Regions from separate parts of the Mus musculus genome. Here regions 1, 3 and 4 are each linked to region 2. A link is a contact called in public HiChIP or PLAC-seq, Micro-C and promoter capture Hi-C data. All regions are on one chromosome and are shown on one strand. The core of a region is the stretch at or near the end of the contact, and the rest is flanking DNA. Distances in the headings are between cores, read along the strand shown.

Evidence for each region. Promoter capture Hi-C pulls out the DNA fragments that hold promoters and counts their contacts. A called contact is a pair of places that touch in the nucleus more often than the background predicts. HiChIP or PLAC-seq counts read pairs in DNA pulled down with a chosen protein or histone mark.
Region 1: a promoter capture Hi-C map of liver shows a contact between it and region 2, with 4 times the contacts expected there. The contact joins the promoter of Ppp1r8 here to the promoter of Snhg3 in region 2. A contact is called at or near these places in 5 of 39 promoter capture datasets (embryonic stem cells, hippocampal neurons, liver and 2 more) and 2 of 115 datasets of contacts at active chromatin or transcription factors (bone marrow-derived macrophages and memory CD8 T cells).
Region 3: a Micro-C map of embryonic stem cells shows a contact between it and region 2, with 2.2 times the contacts expected there. The contact joins the promoter of Xkr8 here to the promoter of Snhg3 in region 2. A contact is called at or near these places in 1 of 39 promoter capture datasets (neural stem cells), 1 of 484 Hi-C or Micro-C datasets (embryonic stem cells), 2 of 115 datasets of contacts at active chromatin or transcription factors (both in embryonic stem cells) and 1 of 9 other capture datasets (pancreatic islet).
Region 4: an H3K27ac HiChIP or PLAC-seq map of microglia shows a contact between it and region 2, with 5 times the contacts expected there. The contact joins the promoter of Smpdl3b here to the promoter of Snhg3 in region 2. A contact is called at or near these places in 3 of 39 promoter capture datasets (the C10 cell line, cranial neural crest and second pharyngeal arch cranial neural crest), 3 of 115 datasets of contacts at active chromatin or transcription factors (embryonic stem cells and microglia) and 2 of 9 other capture datasets (adipose tissue and pancreatic islet).

Annotation. Positions count from the first base shown.
Region 1 is chr4:132,841,606-132,844,716 of GRCm38.p6, forward strand. It overlaps Ppp1r8 (protein phosphatase 1, regulatory subunit 8), which reads right to left and starts at 1,564. Exons shown (of 7, transcript NM_146154.3): 1 at 1,452-1,564. The coding sequence starts at 1,507.
Region 2 is chr4:132,352,062-132,355,359 of GRCm38.p6, forward strand. Snhg3 (small nucleolar RNA host gene 3) reads right to left here and starts at 1,625. Exons shown (of 3, transcript NR_003270.2): 1 at 1,536-1,625; 2 at 602-637; 3 at 1-182. Snora73b (small nucleolar RNA, H/ACA box 73b) reads right to left here and starts at 465; the gene lies at 261-465. It overlaps Snora73a (small nucleolar RNA, H/ACA box 73a), which reads right to left and starts at 918; the gene lies at 714-918. RefSeq lists a cis regulatory region at 1,364-1,883.
Region 3 is chr4:132,731,282-132,734,848 of GRCm38.p6, forward strand. Xkr8 (X-linked Kx blood group related 8) reads right to left here and starts at 1,265. Exons shown (of 3, transcript NM_201368.1): 1 at 892-1,265. The coding sequence starts at 1,184. Smpdl3b (sphingomyelin phosphodiesterase, acid-like 3B) reads right to left here. Exons shown (of 8, transcript NM_133888.2): 8 at 1,685-2,478. The coding sequence ends at 2,113.
Region 4 is chr4:132,755,695-132,758,884 of GRCm38.p6, forward strand. Smpdl3b (sphingomyelin phosphodiesterase, acid-like 3B) reads right to left here and starts at 1,477. Exons shown (of 8, transcript NM_133888.2): 1 at 1,291-1,477. The coding sequence starts at 1,351.

The DNA of each region.
Region 1 (3,111 bases), core at 314-2,813, 490 kb after region 2:
AAACATTACCCAGATGAACTCTTGGTACCAAATCAGAGATCTGTAATTAGGGAACTAGAGCAAATCAAAACCACGCCCACGAAACCAAGCTCCAAAGGGAGGGAGGTGTGGGGGCACCCTGAACAGGTGTTTGTGAAAAAAAATCTAAGTCATCAGACTGTTTTCTATACCTCGCTTCATCATTCAAGGGGATGGATGCTCAAATGTCAAATCACCTGACACAGTTCCTGGTATACACCAGACCCTGAGGTAATGACAGGTGATCTCAAAGAAAGAGTCTCTTTATATTTGGCTGGCCCAAATTTGAAATAAGTGCAGCCAGGGACCAGTGTGGATAAAGAATTTGTAGGCTGAAGCACATGGATATGTTAAAAGAATAAAGAAATCCAGGAAACAGCCAAGCATTCATTCGCTTCCTGGGCTTGTTCTTTTGAACCTTCCAGGGCCCTTACATTTGCACAGAAGAAACGATATCGAGTCTATCTCATTGAAGATTCAACACAGACATCTCACAGCTCCGCTCCAATCTCTCATGGCAGTGGCTAAAAGGACAGTGCATCGAACAAAAGCCCATTTGCTTCGAGATACAGATTAAAATGAACATTAAAGCCAAAATATTTTGTCTGAATATCCTACCATGTGATTGACTCAGGCCTAGGAGCTGAGCATGATGCAAGGGTTTTTGCCCTTGAAGATCTCAATGTAACAGAAGCCCGAGAGGTAACACGTTAATAACCAGGAAGAGCCGCAACAGCAGAAAGGGCTCTAACCCCGATGCATCCTCGTGCAAAGCAGTTCCTATTCATTCATCTTGCACCCCACTCAACGCGGAAACCATCCTACTACTTCTCTGAACTTCCCAGGGGATGAAAATGCTGTATGCTAACAACTTCTGCTGTCTTTTGTACCGGGTTTCGTGCTGGTCTGGTCAGAGAACAAGGGGGAACAGTCCCGCGCCATCCCTGCCCGCAAGGAGCACCTAGTCCGCTTGGAGGGTGCAGCAGCCACGGAGGGATGCAGCATCAGGTTGGACTGAGGTAGGGAAGCCAGCTCGTGCGCGCTCCAGACCTTCAGCACCCGGGGAAGGTTTGATGCTCCCCGAGAGCATCGGGCACTCAGTGATGAGTTAGGGCAAGTTAGGGGCCAAGGCCTGAAGCACCCCGGTGAGCGGCTGACCTCCCAAGCGCTGTATAAACTGAATACCTTCGAGCCCCCAAAACTCGGGTTTCCGCAGAGCCTGGGCCCCAGCTCCAGGATCCTCCACACGTCGCCCGGCCCCTCACAGCGGACAGTTTTCCCTCAATCATTCCAGGATCTTTCTGAGACGTTCGTTTCATCGCAAAAAAAAAAAAAAAAAAAAAAAGGAAGAGGAAAAAAAAATACAACCTTCTCCTTTCTGTCCGGGTTAACTCACGCCAAGCCGCTCCAGTCCCAGAAACCTCATTACTCACCAAGTCGGGCAGTCGAACAGCGGGAGGCTGGAGCCGGAGTTCACGGCTGCCGCCATCTTGCGTCTCCCCCTCCCATTTGGCGGGTCTGAAGCACGCCGGGAAACTAAGAGCTCGGGAGGGAAGAGGCGGCATCCCAGCAGCCTGTGCGCAGCGCGTGCGTGCGCACGCGCAACGCAAGGACGCTCTCCTGGGAGCGCCTCTGGCGGAGGGCATCAGGGGCTGGGTTTGAAGTCTGCAGTGTTTGCTGGAGAGGCTGGGGGCGGGTGTCTCCTTGGTCACGGGGTCAGGAGTGGTTTGTACCTTGATGCGGCTTTCGCGCTGCGTTTTCCGCCAGAAACCCTAGAGCTCTGCAATCTGCATTAACTCCCAGCTACCCACCCCCTCGGGCTTCATCTAGCGATAAGCAGGTGATGGCTAGAGATAAGAAGTGATGGCTTTTTTTTTCCCCCTTTTTCCAGCCTTCCTTCGAAACACTGCATCTGAAAACAGAATCCTTACTCATTTGTCCTTTCTGATCCCAAGTCTGATGTGTACGGCTCAGTGGTAGTGTGTTCAGCAGGCGCGAATGAGGCCACTGATTCAATTCCCCAAAACCAGTAATTTTCTTAGATCTGGGAGAATCTATAGATTAGGCGACTGTGTCAGAAATCATGTAGTCTGTTTTTGAAAACTTTGGACAAACTGCTGCAAGGCACAGACTCAAAAGGAAAAAAAGCCTCCAATTTTTAGTAACTTAACCAATTCTCAAAAATGTTTAATTCATGGCCCCTTAGGATTTTTCTCTGTGGGTCATAGTGACATAGGAAGCATTAGGGTTACCATCTTCCTCTAAGCCATTAGCTTGCTGGTTGTAATGGTTTTGTCTATTGAGTGCTTATGGGGAAGTATGTATTTCATATGGATCAGTTCACTTGGTATTCCCAAAACTCAAGACAGATTGATTCCAGAAGAGAGGCTCTAGCCTCACCTTACAAGGAGTGGTATTCGAACCTGAGTCTATGTAAAGCCAAAAGCCAGGCTCTACTAGTCCCATATGTTTCTGACAACATACCATTCCTTCGTATGCAGTGGATGGTCCTTTTTTCACTTTTGCAGAAAGATGGGATGATGACTTCACAGTTTTTAAAAGAAACAAATGGTTGGAGGGTGTGGCAGCACATATCTGAAATTCCATCTGCCTTTGCTTCCTGAGATACAGGGTTAAAGGTAGTCAACACTATGCCCTGCTAGACAGTAAAATTAATAATAATAATAATAATAAATTCTCCAGGTTTCAGTAAGCAACAGCAATAGAACATGTCATGGTTTGAATATGCTTGGTCCAGGGAGTGGCACTATTTGGAGGTTTGGACTTGTTGAAATAAGTGTATCATTGTAGGCTTGGGCTTTAAGTCCTGTATCCTGGCTACCTGGAAGTCAGTCTTCCACTAACAGCCTTCAGGTGAAAATGTAGAACTCTCAGCTCCTCCTGCACGATGCCTGCCTGGATGCTGCCATGCTCCAGCCTTGATGATAATGGACTGAACCTATGAACCTATAAACCAGCTCCAATTAAATGTTTTCAGCATAAGAGTTGCCTTTGTCGGGCTGGCGAGATGGCTCAGCAGTTAAGAGCACCGACTGCTCTTCCGAAGGTCCTGAGTTCAAATCCCAGCAACCA
Region 2 (3,298 bases), core at 375-2,874:
TGAGAACCATGGTGAAGGTTCTCAAATCTAGACATAACCTATCAAAAGAAATGTATTTACCAGAGTTAAGTAGGCAGAAAAGCTTGCCCCAGCTTCTAATGGCCGAGGCTGTAACAGACAAAATTTTAGCACGCTGTATATAATAACTATTCAGTAGGTGCCCCCGCTGATTCTCTTCTTTCCTGGAAGAGGGGAAAAAAAAAACAACACAAACATCAGGTTCCTAAAGTTGACATACCAAAAGCCTTAGGAATTTAAATTTTTGTTTCCTGCATGGTTTGTCTCCTCAGTCATGGTCCACGGGACTCTGAGAAGTCGTAGGAATATGCAGGCGCAGACTCGAAAGCCCAGCTTCATCTCCAACGTTGTGGAAAGGGACTGTACATCACCGGGCAATGCCCTAAGCTCCCGTTCGCCACTAGGACAGAGCCCGGGGAGAGTGACCTCCCGGGATATCCACGTTGGAATGTCTGGTTAGCACCCAAACGTTTAGTCAACTTCAACAGGCGACTACACCCCCCCCCCCCACACACACAGTGTATATCACTAATAACGTACACATGGAGCAGAAAGCACTAAGCCAGCCTCAGGGTGAACGTACCTCCATCAACAAAGTACCTGAAATCATTGACCGGGTCTGCAAGAGAAGACTTTAATCAGTAAGTTAAACCCTTAGAGTACTCGGACGCACCCCCAGATTGCATGACTTAAAAAACTGTTTCCTGCATGGTTTGTCTCCTCAGTCATGGTCCACAGGACTCTGAGAAGTCGTAGGAATATGCAGGCGCAGACTCGAAAGCCCAGCTTTATCTCCAACGTTGTGGAAAGGGACTGTACATCACCGGGCAATGCCCTAAGCTCCCGCTCGCCACTAGGACAGAGCCCGGGGAGAGTGACCTCCCGGGATATCCACGTCGGATAGTCATGGTAATGTCTTTTTTTTTGACAAAATGCCACAGGGTCCTTTTGCCAGACCTCCAGCTGGAGGAAAAACCCCAAAAACGCCTGTCTCCAGAGTGCTGTGACTACAGACTTCAGCCACCTTTTCAGATCTTGAAGCAAACAGAACACAACACCCCCATCGGAACCAAACTATCCAGAAATTATCTACCTAAAAAAGGGTCCTCTGAAAAATGGGAGATTAATGAACAAAAAACTGCAGAAATCCCGTTACAAGGTGAAGAGAAAGTATAACTGGGAAGCAAGGCGAAATGATTAAGTTAAAACCGAACGCTGGAAGGCGGCTAACACTTCAAATCACAAGGCAGGAACCAAAGACCCTGTCCTCTTAAAGTGAACATTAAAGGAAAGTGCGTAGACCAACTCAGTCTCCCAGGCAATAATCCTGCGAGCGTTGGGATCCCCGAAAGAAAACGGTTACTGGGCTCGGAGGCGCGTGACCTCACGCCATGCTCGGCTAGTGAGCCCGGCCTCCCACACCGGGTCCGCCCAGCCGCGACCCTGCCTGTCTGCGGAGCCCGTGCGGGACCGCGCGGGCAAACCCTCAGCAGCCGAGAGCAGCGCACTGTACTCACCAAGAACAAGCACACCAAGAGAGCGACGCCTAGAGAGACAGACCCGCGCCGACGCAGCCATATTTATACCTTAAGTAACGCCCGGAAGTCAGGCGTGGTCGACTATGCCTGCGCCTGCGCAGGGTTACGCTCACTTAGAAGCATTGGAAATGCGCTAAGGCTGATGGGATCGAGAACTTTTACCCTACTAAGGTGTTGGCGGTCTTAGCGTGAAATTGTTGAGCTTGTGAGGTTTGTCCTCTCGGCCTGGATACACTGGTATATGCAAAATGAAAAAAAAAAAAAAAGCCTAGAGAAATATTTTCTAGATTCCAGAGTTTGAATCTACTTTGTTTGTGGAAGGAACAGTTGATACAGAACATAGATGCTACAATTAAAAACTTCCCATGGAGGGGGCCTGAGAGGTGGCTTAGTGGTTAAGATTCCTGGTTGAAGGCGGGAGGGTGGCGCACGCCTTTAGTCCTAGCACTCAGGAGGCAGAGGCAGGCGGATTTCTGAATTTAAGGCCAGCCTGGTCTACAGAGTGAGTTCCAGGTCATCCAGGGCCACACAGAGAAACCCTGTCTCGAAAAAACAAAAACAAAACACTAATGCTGTTTCCCAGATTTTTAAGACATGAAATTAAGCCTGATGAATGTTGTTGTGAAATATTTATTTGAAAGAATGGCTGTCTGGGCGTGATGGTGTAGGTTTTTCTGTTTTGTTTTTTGAGTCAGGGTTTCTCTGTATAGCCCTGGCTGTCCTGGAACTCTTTGTACACCAGGCTGGCCTCGAACTCAGAAACCCGCCTGCCTCTGCCTCCAGAGTGCTGGGATCAAAGGCGTGCGTCACCACACCCAGCTCCCATTGAGCCATCTTGTTGGCTCTGCCCTCTCCTTTCTGACATGGTTTTTCAGACCTCAGTCTCTCTCCACGAAAAACAGTGGGCAGTGTGAACCTTCAGAACAACCTTCTGGAGATGTTTTAACCCCAAAGCTGCAGGAACAAGGGGAGACCTAATAATCTGGACCACGGGAACATGGGATCAGAGAAACATCCAACAAAAAGTTCTGACTACTGGTTTCTTTTCACGCTTAGGGAAGGGTAATGTGCCAAGTGCCAAGCAGCAAATGAGTCACTGCTGAGGTGCCCTGGGCAGAAACTGGGCAGCCTGCCAGAGAGGACAGGCAGTACCAGCCACTCTGGTGACACCAGCCTGGTGACACCAACCTGAGGTTCATTCAGCTGTGGGCCATATTGAGTTAATCCTTGTAAGGGACTGTTGAAACTCCTTGTTCTCAAACATATGTAAAAATGGCATTTGTCAGCTGGGCGTGGTGGCACATGCCTTTAATCCCAGCACTCTCGAGGCAGAGGCAGGCAGATTTCTGAGTTCAAAGCCAGCCTGGTCTACAAAGTGAGTGCCAGGACAGCCAGGGCTACACAGAGAAACCCTGTCTCAAAAAAACAAAAACAAAAACAAAAACAAAAAAAAAAAAAAATATATATATATATATATATAGTATTTGTCTTGACCTTTAAAACAAAAAAACAAAAACAAAAAAAAACAAAACAACAAAAAAAAACAGCCGTGAGTGGTGGCGCATGCCTTTAATCTCAGCACTCCGGAGGCAGAGACAGGCGGATTTCTGAATTCGAAGCCAGCCTGGTCTACAAAGTGAGTTCTAGGACAGCCAGGGATATACAGAGAAACCCTGTCTCGAAAAACCAAAACCAACCAACCAAACAAACAAAAAACAAAAAAAAAAAAACCAACCCTGACC
Region 3 (3,567 bases), core at 15-2,514, 380 kb after region 2:
GTACGATCCCAGGCGCATCACAACCCTGTCCTACCTACTCACAAGAGCCCCATTTCAGAGATGGGAGATGGAATTAAGAAGTAAACAGGAGGGGCCTGAGAGAGGGCTTAGCTGTTAATCGCATCCACTGCTCTTGTGGAGGACCAGAGTTTGGCTCCCAGCACCACATGAGGTGCCTCGCCTGTAACTCCAAGGGATCCAACACCTTCTTCTCTTGGGGCCTGCCTGTAATAACTCTCCTTCGCAGTCATCTGAGCTGTACTCAAGATGATACAATTGTTCAGGCAAAATGCAAACATTCAAGAGGTCCCTCCCCGCAAGCTGGAGACTATATACAGCTTTCCCAAGATCTGAGACTTCCACAAGATTCCGGATCCGGCCACCCTAGCCCAGCCTCACCCACACCATGAAGCCCTGCCTTCATCACAAGATTCTGAGCCCTTGATTTCGCTTTCTCCTATCTAACAACCCAAGGGACTAGTCACAGTTTGGGGGCGGGGGAGAGGCGGGGAAGAAAAAGTTCTCAGGCCAGCACTTGCGCCAGGGATTGTCTGTCTCACTGTCCTCACTTTAGACTGACCCTGGGTCCTTCCCAGTTGAGAAAAGCACACACCATCCACATATATTTTCCAAGAACCAGTCTATGTCTACTCCTGGCTGACTCCGGGGACACGGATGAGTCAAGCCGGACCCTCTTCAGTCCTTGACGGGGAAGCAAACGTTCGCAGAAGACAGAAATGAACAAGAAAGGTGAGGGGCATCTCTGACTCCAAGACCCTGATGTTCCCTTCCTCTGTTCCTGGCCCTGTGTTTTCATCTCCGCCCAAGGAAAGAAGACTGAACTGGTTCTGATGGCTGTCAACCCACTTTTTCAAAGGGCCGGGCACTCACCTATACAGGTAGCCGAGCTGCAGCAGGTGCAGCAGAGCCAGGAAAGGACGCGAGAGCTGCGAATGGTGCAGCTCGGTGGGATCAGCTGTCAGCCAGAGCCAGCTGAAGAGCTGCAGCAGCACCGAAGCTTGGCCCAGCAGGACCAGTACCAGCGCGGCCCACAGATAACGGCCAAGGAGCACGTACTGGACAACGGCCCACAGGTCAGCGACCAGATCCAGCAGGAAAGACAAGATACTCACCAGGCCTACGACCACGTCTAAGGCCACATGGTGGTGCACGGACAGAGGCATGATCCTCTCCAAGCAACCACACAACCGCGGACCTGCCCTCCCGCCCCGCTAGTCCGGCAGGAAGGGGGCGGGGCAGTCGTCCGGGAGGCTGGGCTGCTGGGCGGAACTTCCCCATCTCGCCCCGTCCGGGGTGGAGCGAGCCCGCGGCCCCGCCCCTACACTGGCCCCACCGCCCAGACCCCGCCCCCAGCCTGCCCTGTGCAGAGCTAGGCCTCTACTGGTTTGGATTCTGCTTTTTGTTTTGTTTTTCTTTTTTGTTTGTTTTTTGTTTTTGTTTTGCGAGACAGGGTTTCTCTGAATAGCCCTGGCTGTCCTGAAACTCACTCTGTAGACCAGGCTGGCCTCGAACTCAGAAATCCGCCTGCCTCTGCCTCCCAAGTGCTGGGATTCCACCACCCCCGGCTTGAATTCTGCTTTTGAGTCTCAAGGAAACAAGAGTGGCTATTAAGAAAGACTAGAGCCTTAGAGTTACCGGCCGCAGCTGTGATCCCTCACGGTTGCACTGTTGCAAAACCAAATCAAAAAAGTCTTTTATTTAAAAGTACTAAGGGGTTTTGCACACCACGTACGTTCCCAGTTCAGACCTTGAGCAGGGACTACATCGAAAGCACAGAATCTCCAAGGCCCATCTTCCCGTCGGCTCACTTCACTGTGGTGATCAAGTTCATGGTGGTTTGATATGTTTGTATTAAAGCGAATAATGCACCAAGACATGTACCGCAAACAAGTTTTGTGGATAAAACATGAAACTTGGAAGAAATTGTGCTTCTTAGCGCCCTCTCTGGTGAATCCAGGTGTCCCATCCCACTTTACTCTCCGCGGGGGGAGACTGATGGCAAAAGTTCATCTCTCTCCATTGGGTAACGTTGCCCAATTTTACCAGGAGAAAGATGAACCAAGTCAGTGGGTGGGCTGGCAGTGCCTACAGTCATAACACCTCCAGTACGTGCAGGCTTGGCAGCAGAGTCAGTATGAGCAGGAAACCAGGCACCAGCTTGGCACCAAGACCATGCAAGCAGGTAGCATAAGTGTTGAAAGCCACGTGTTGTATAGCACAAACGTGCTCGATGCGGCAGCTGTCCTCACAGGTCAAATGGTTGTAGCTGACCGAGTTATAGACGTAATAACGTTGCAGGATGTGAGGCTCACTGGCAATGCGGGTCAGCGCCGTGTGCATGGAGCTGACGCTGGCATCCGGCACCTGGTAGGCCTCCGTCAGGCGGTACTCCTGCTCCCACCGTGGGGTCTCTTGTACATTCGCCTGCCTCAGGTTCAAGAAGTAAGTCACCAAGTCCTGGATTAGAGGCGCAGGGTATGTCAGCAACGAGCAGTTGATTCGTTCTGCCCACAACCCAACTTCTCCCCAGGCGCTCTAAATCGATCAAACAGCCGCTGTTTGTTACCCTGAGCTTGGTTCCAATGAGGTGACTGCATCTGAACCCCCATTTTCCTGGTGAAGACATGGAGGCCTTAAAGAGGTCGTTATGGTTTGAATCTGAAGTGCCCCCCCGCCCCCCCTCCCTTCATTTTGAATGTTTGTTTCCCAACCACTGTAGCATTTTTAGGTAGTGGATTCCAGCTGGCAAAAGGAAACCTTTGAACCTGGTTCTGGATCCTGCCCAGTGGCGATATGAGGGGCTCCTGATACATTGCCACAGTGCTTCGGCACCATTAACTGCCAGGCCTTCACAGGTTGGTATAGCAATCACAGCATTGCAAAAGTAATGTTGCCTTCTCGGGGTCTGCGAGCTTTCAGGGGCAGGGCGGGATTAGGACGCAGAATGTTCACCTCACTACGGGTATGAGTTTCCTGTTCTGCCAAACTGGTAGGCACCACGCGCTCTTCACAGACGCTCTAATGCTCAGGAAATCTTCACAGAGTGAAGGGGAATAAAAATGGTGGTGGAGGAGGTGGGAAGGTGGGGGAGGCGGCAGCGGGGTGGGGGTGGGGGTTGCCTGGCTGGCGGATGTTATGAAATTGTAGCTGATAAAGGTTTCCCGTTCAAAGACTCAGCAGTGCCTTCAGACAGGCCGGTAAGAGGAGCTGGGTGAATGGGTGGGACCTGCATGTGCCAGGCACATGGCATTGTTGCACTAAGTCCCCTCAGTCCTGTGACTTTCCAGGGTACAGAGAAAGCAGTGAATCGAGCGTGTAGACAATAGGCTAGACTCTTACAAATCCTCAGGCCTGGGGCCAACAAGATGGATCCCTAAAATCCACACAGTGGAAGGCATGACAGATAGAAGGCAAGAACTAACCTTGTCAAGTCACACACACACACACCAGTTTTCTCTTTCTTTCTTTCTTTCTTTCTTTCTTTCTTTCTTTCTTTCTTTCTTCCATTCCTCAGACGGGAGCAGAAGACATGGCTTTGTGTTTAAG
Region 4 (3,190 bases), core at 227-2,726, 400 kb after region 2:
GGACATTAAAGATACTTCACAAGCTAAGCTGTTGCGATGATATTATGTAAAATATATCATGTGCACAGGGGTTGGAGAGATAGCTCAGTGGTTAAGTGCACTGGCTGCTTTCACAGAGGACCCAGGTTCAATTCCCCAGCACCAACAACTGTCTTTAACTCCAGACCCAGAGAATCTGATGGCCTCTTCTGGCCTCCATGGGGCAGCAGGCACACATGTGCATACATGCAGGCAAAACACTCACACAGGTAAAAACAATAAACTTTCTTAGGCAGTGGCTTACAGATCTTCTGGACTACATCTACCTCCTATTTCTGAGTTGTAATTCAAAAAGCAAGTGTAACTTTTGACTGGTGTGATAGCGCAAATCTTCAATCCCAACACTTGAGAGACAGAAGCTAGTGGATCTTTGAGTACAAAGCCAGATTGATCTACATTGTAAGTTCTAGGCTAGCCAGGGCTACACAGTTAGACCATTATCTCAAGGGAAAAAAAAAAACCCCTTCAAGGTCACCTTGGAATACTATGCCTTTAAAAATCAAAAACAAAACCTGGATTACTGTGATTATCGTGTCATCCCAGCTGAGGGAATGTTTCTTCCTTTAAGTCCTGATTTTTTTTTTTCCTGGTTTCTTTCTGTCTTCCTGGTTCCTACACTCATCCAGGGTACAGAGATGGGCTTCTAACTAATGCTTTTGTGTTTATGTTTGTTTGAGGTTTGGTTTTGTTTTCTTTTACATTTATCTATTGGGTGGACAGACACCACAGAAGACAAATTGCAGAAATAAGATTTTCTCCTTCCACCGTATGGGTTTGGGGAACTGGACCTCTCGGTGGCAATGTTTTGTGTTTCTTTTCTGGAGTCCCAGAGATGGAACGCGCTCATTTGAACAACCACTGTACCTCAGAGCCTTCTATCTGAGTGTCCTGATTGAGTTCGCGAATCTTCCCGACCACCGGCTCCCTCTCAGTGTCTAGCTTTCATGTACTAGATCCTTGTCCCCCTGGCAAAGTCTGTGTCCTGCCCCTGGCACTTAAAATCCTCTTGAGCACTTTTTGGTTTGGTTTTGCTTTTGGAACAATGTTTCATGCATCCTAGACTGCCGTTGAACTCTGTCTCCCAACTGAGCTACACACACAAACAGCCTTGATGGCTAAGTCTCTGCGCTTCAACCTCTAATCTACTTTCCTTTTAAAGCCACGATCTGTGAACGGTTCCCGGCAGCACAGACCCCAGCCCCAGTTCCTAGAACGAAACAAAAATCAAGCAGGTTTCCCCCGCAGCCCTACCTAGTTGAGCCCCTGCGACTCCCCAGGGGGCCAGGAATATCAGCCACCCGAGCAGCGTCATCCTCTGGATCCCCCCACGGCGGGCGGCCGAAGCTCCTCCAAGTCCGTCTGCGCCGCGGGTTCCCACCTTGTGGCCAGCCACGTGTCTGGGCAGAACTACTCGTTTGGCTGCTTCCAGTGTTCCAAGTTATCCTTGGCGGATGGCTGCTCTTGCTTTTCCCTCTCTTGCCCAGCAGGGCGTGCGCTTGATTGGAGGAGGGACGCACCAGTGAGCGCTGGAATAGCTTGTAGGTCTCTGTGGAAACCGCATCTGTGTTGCAAGGTGCTGTGTTGGAGTTCCCCGACTTTTCGAAAGAAATTCATAAGTACTTAGGAGCAAAATGATAGGATCTTCGAGGTACGCTTTAAAGTTTTCTAGTCGAATTGAAGGCATTTCGGTTCAGTCAGCCTCCAGAAAATGCAGGAAGCACCATCGACTTACTGTCTTCTCCTTGCAGAGCTGCAACACGGATGGATGAATGAATTAGCTACCTGTGGCAACCAAAGAGCCTTAAAAGCTAGCCTTAAAACCAGATGTGCAAGCCCTCTCTCAAGGATAGCCCTGGCACTCTTGAGGCAGGAGGATTAGGAGTTCAAGGCCATCCTAGGCTACTTTGATGACTTTGGGGCCAGTCTGGGCTACCTGAAACGATATTACAAACAAACAACAAACAGAGTTATTTGCTGATCGTGCCAGGAGATGAGGACTACTAGAAACTGGGCAAAAGGGAGATAAGATGGTGTTGTCCCCCTGAACATGCCTTGAGAGCCTGAGGGCTGAATCACTCCTTAGCAAGTTACCTAACCTGAGAAGACAGAGAGAGCTGTGACTCAAGTCTGAGGAAGGCGATGAGAGGTTTCTGGAAGGAGATGACATAAACTTACTCCCTTTGTTTTGATTTTTTTTTTCCCTTGCAGTTAGGGATGGTTTGGGCTTTGTCTTTTTGTGGTTTATTTATTTCTATTTGTTCTTTTTGTTTTTTTGCTCCTGTTGTTGTCCGTACAGGGATGAAACCCAGATCTTCACTCAAGCAAGGCAAACTGTCTAGCTCACCGCCACACTCCCACGCCTAACCAGCTTGAACTTGATGAACACAGGAGAAAACAGGTTGTGTGGGAGGTGGGAGAGGAGCGTTAGTGAGGCAGGAGGAAGAGTGGAGGGGGAAGAGTTTTGCAAAGAGTGATGGGGGCTTCTGAGGCTCTGAAGCAGGCAGGAGCCAGGCTGTGCTTAGATGTTTGAGCTGGGAGCTTTGGGAAGCCAAGAAGAGGATCAGAGGCAAAGTTGAGGCTGGAGAGATGGCTCAGCAGTTAAGAACACTGGCTGCTCTTGCAGAGGACTCAGGTTTGGTTTCCATCAACTACATAGAGGGTAAAGGCGGTCTTTAACTCCAGTTCCAGGGCATTCAGTGCCACTACACACACAGTGCCATAGTGCATGCATATATATATATATTATATATGCATGCATATATATGTGTGTGTGTATGTATATATATGCATATATATATATGGAAAATACTCATATATATAAAACATGATTTTTTTCTTTTCTTCTTCTTTTCCTTTTTTAAAGACAGGGTTTCTCTGTAGCAGGGTGACTGTCCTGAAACTCGATCCATAGACCAGGCTGGCCTGGAAATCACAGAGATCTGCCTGCCTTTGCCTCCTGAGTACCCTGAGTGCTGGGATTGCCTCCTGTGCACCATCACGCCCAGCCTAAATAAATCTTTTTTTTTTAATTTATTTTTATTTTATGTGCATTGGTGTTTTGCCTGAATGTATGTCTGTGTGAGGGTGGCTGATCCTCTGGAACAGGGGTTACCAACAGTTGTGAGCTGCTGTTTGGATGCTGTGAATTGAA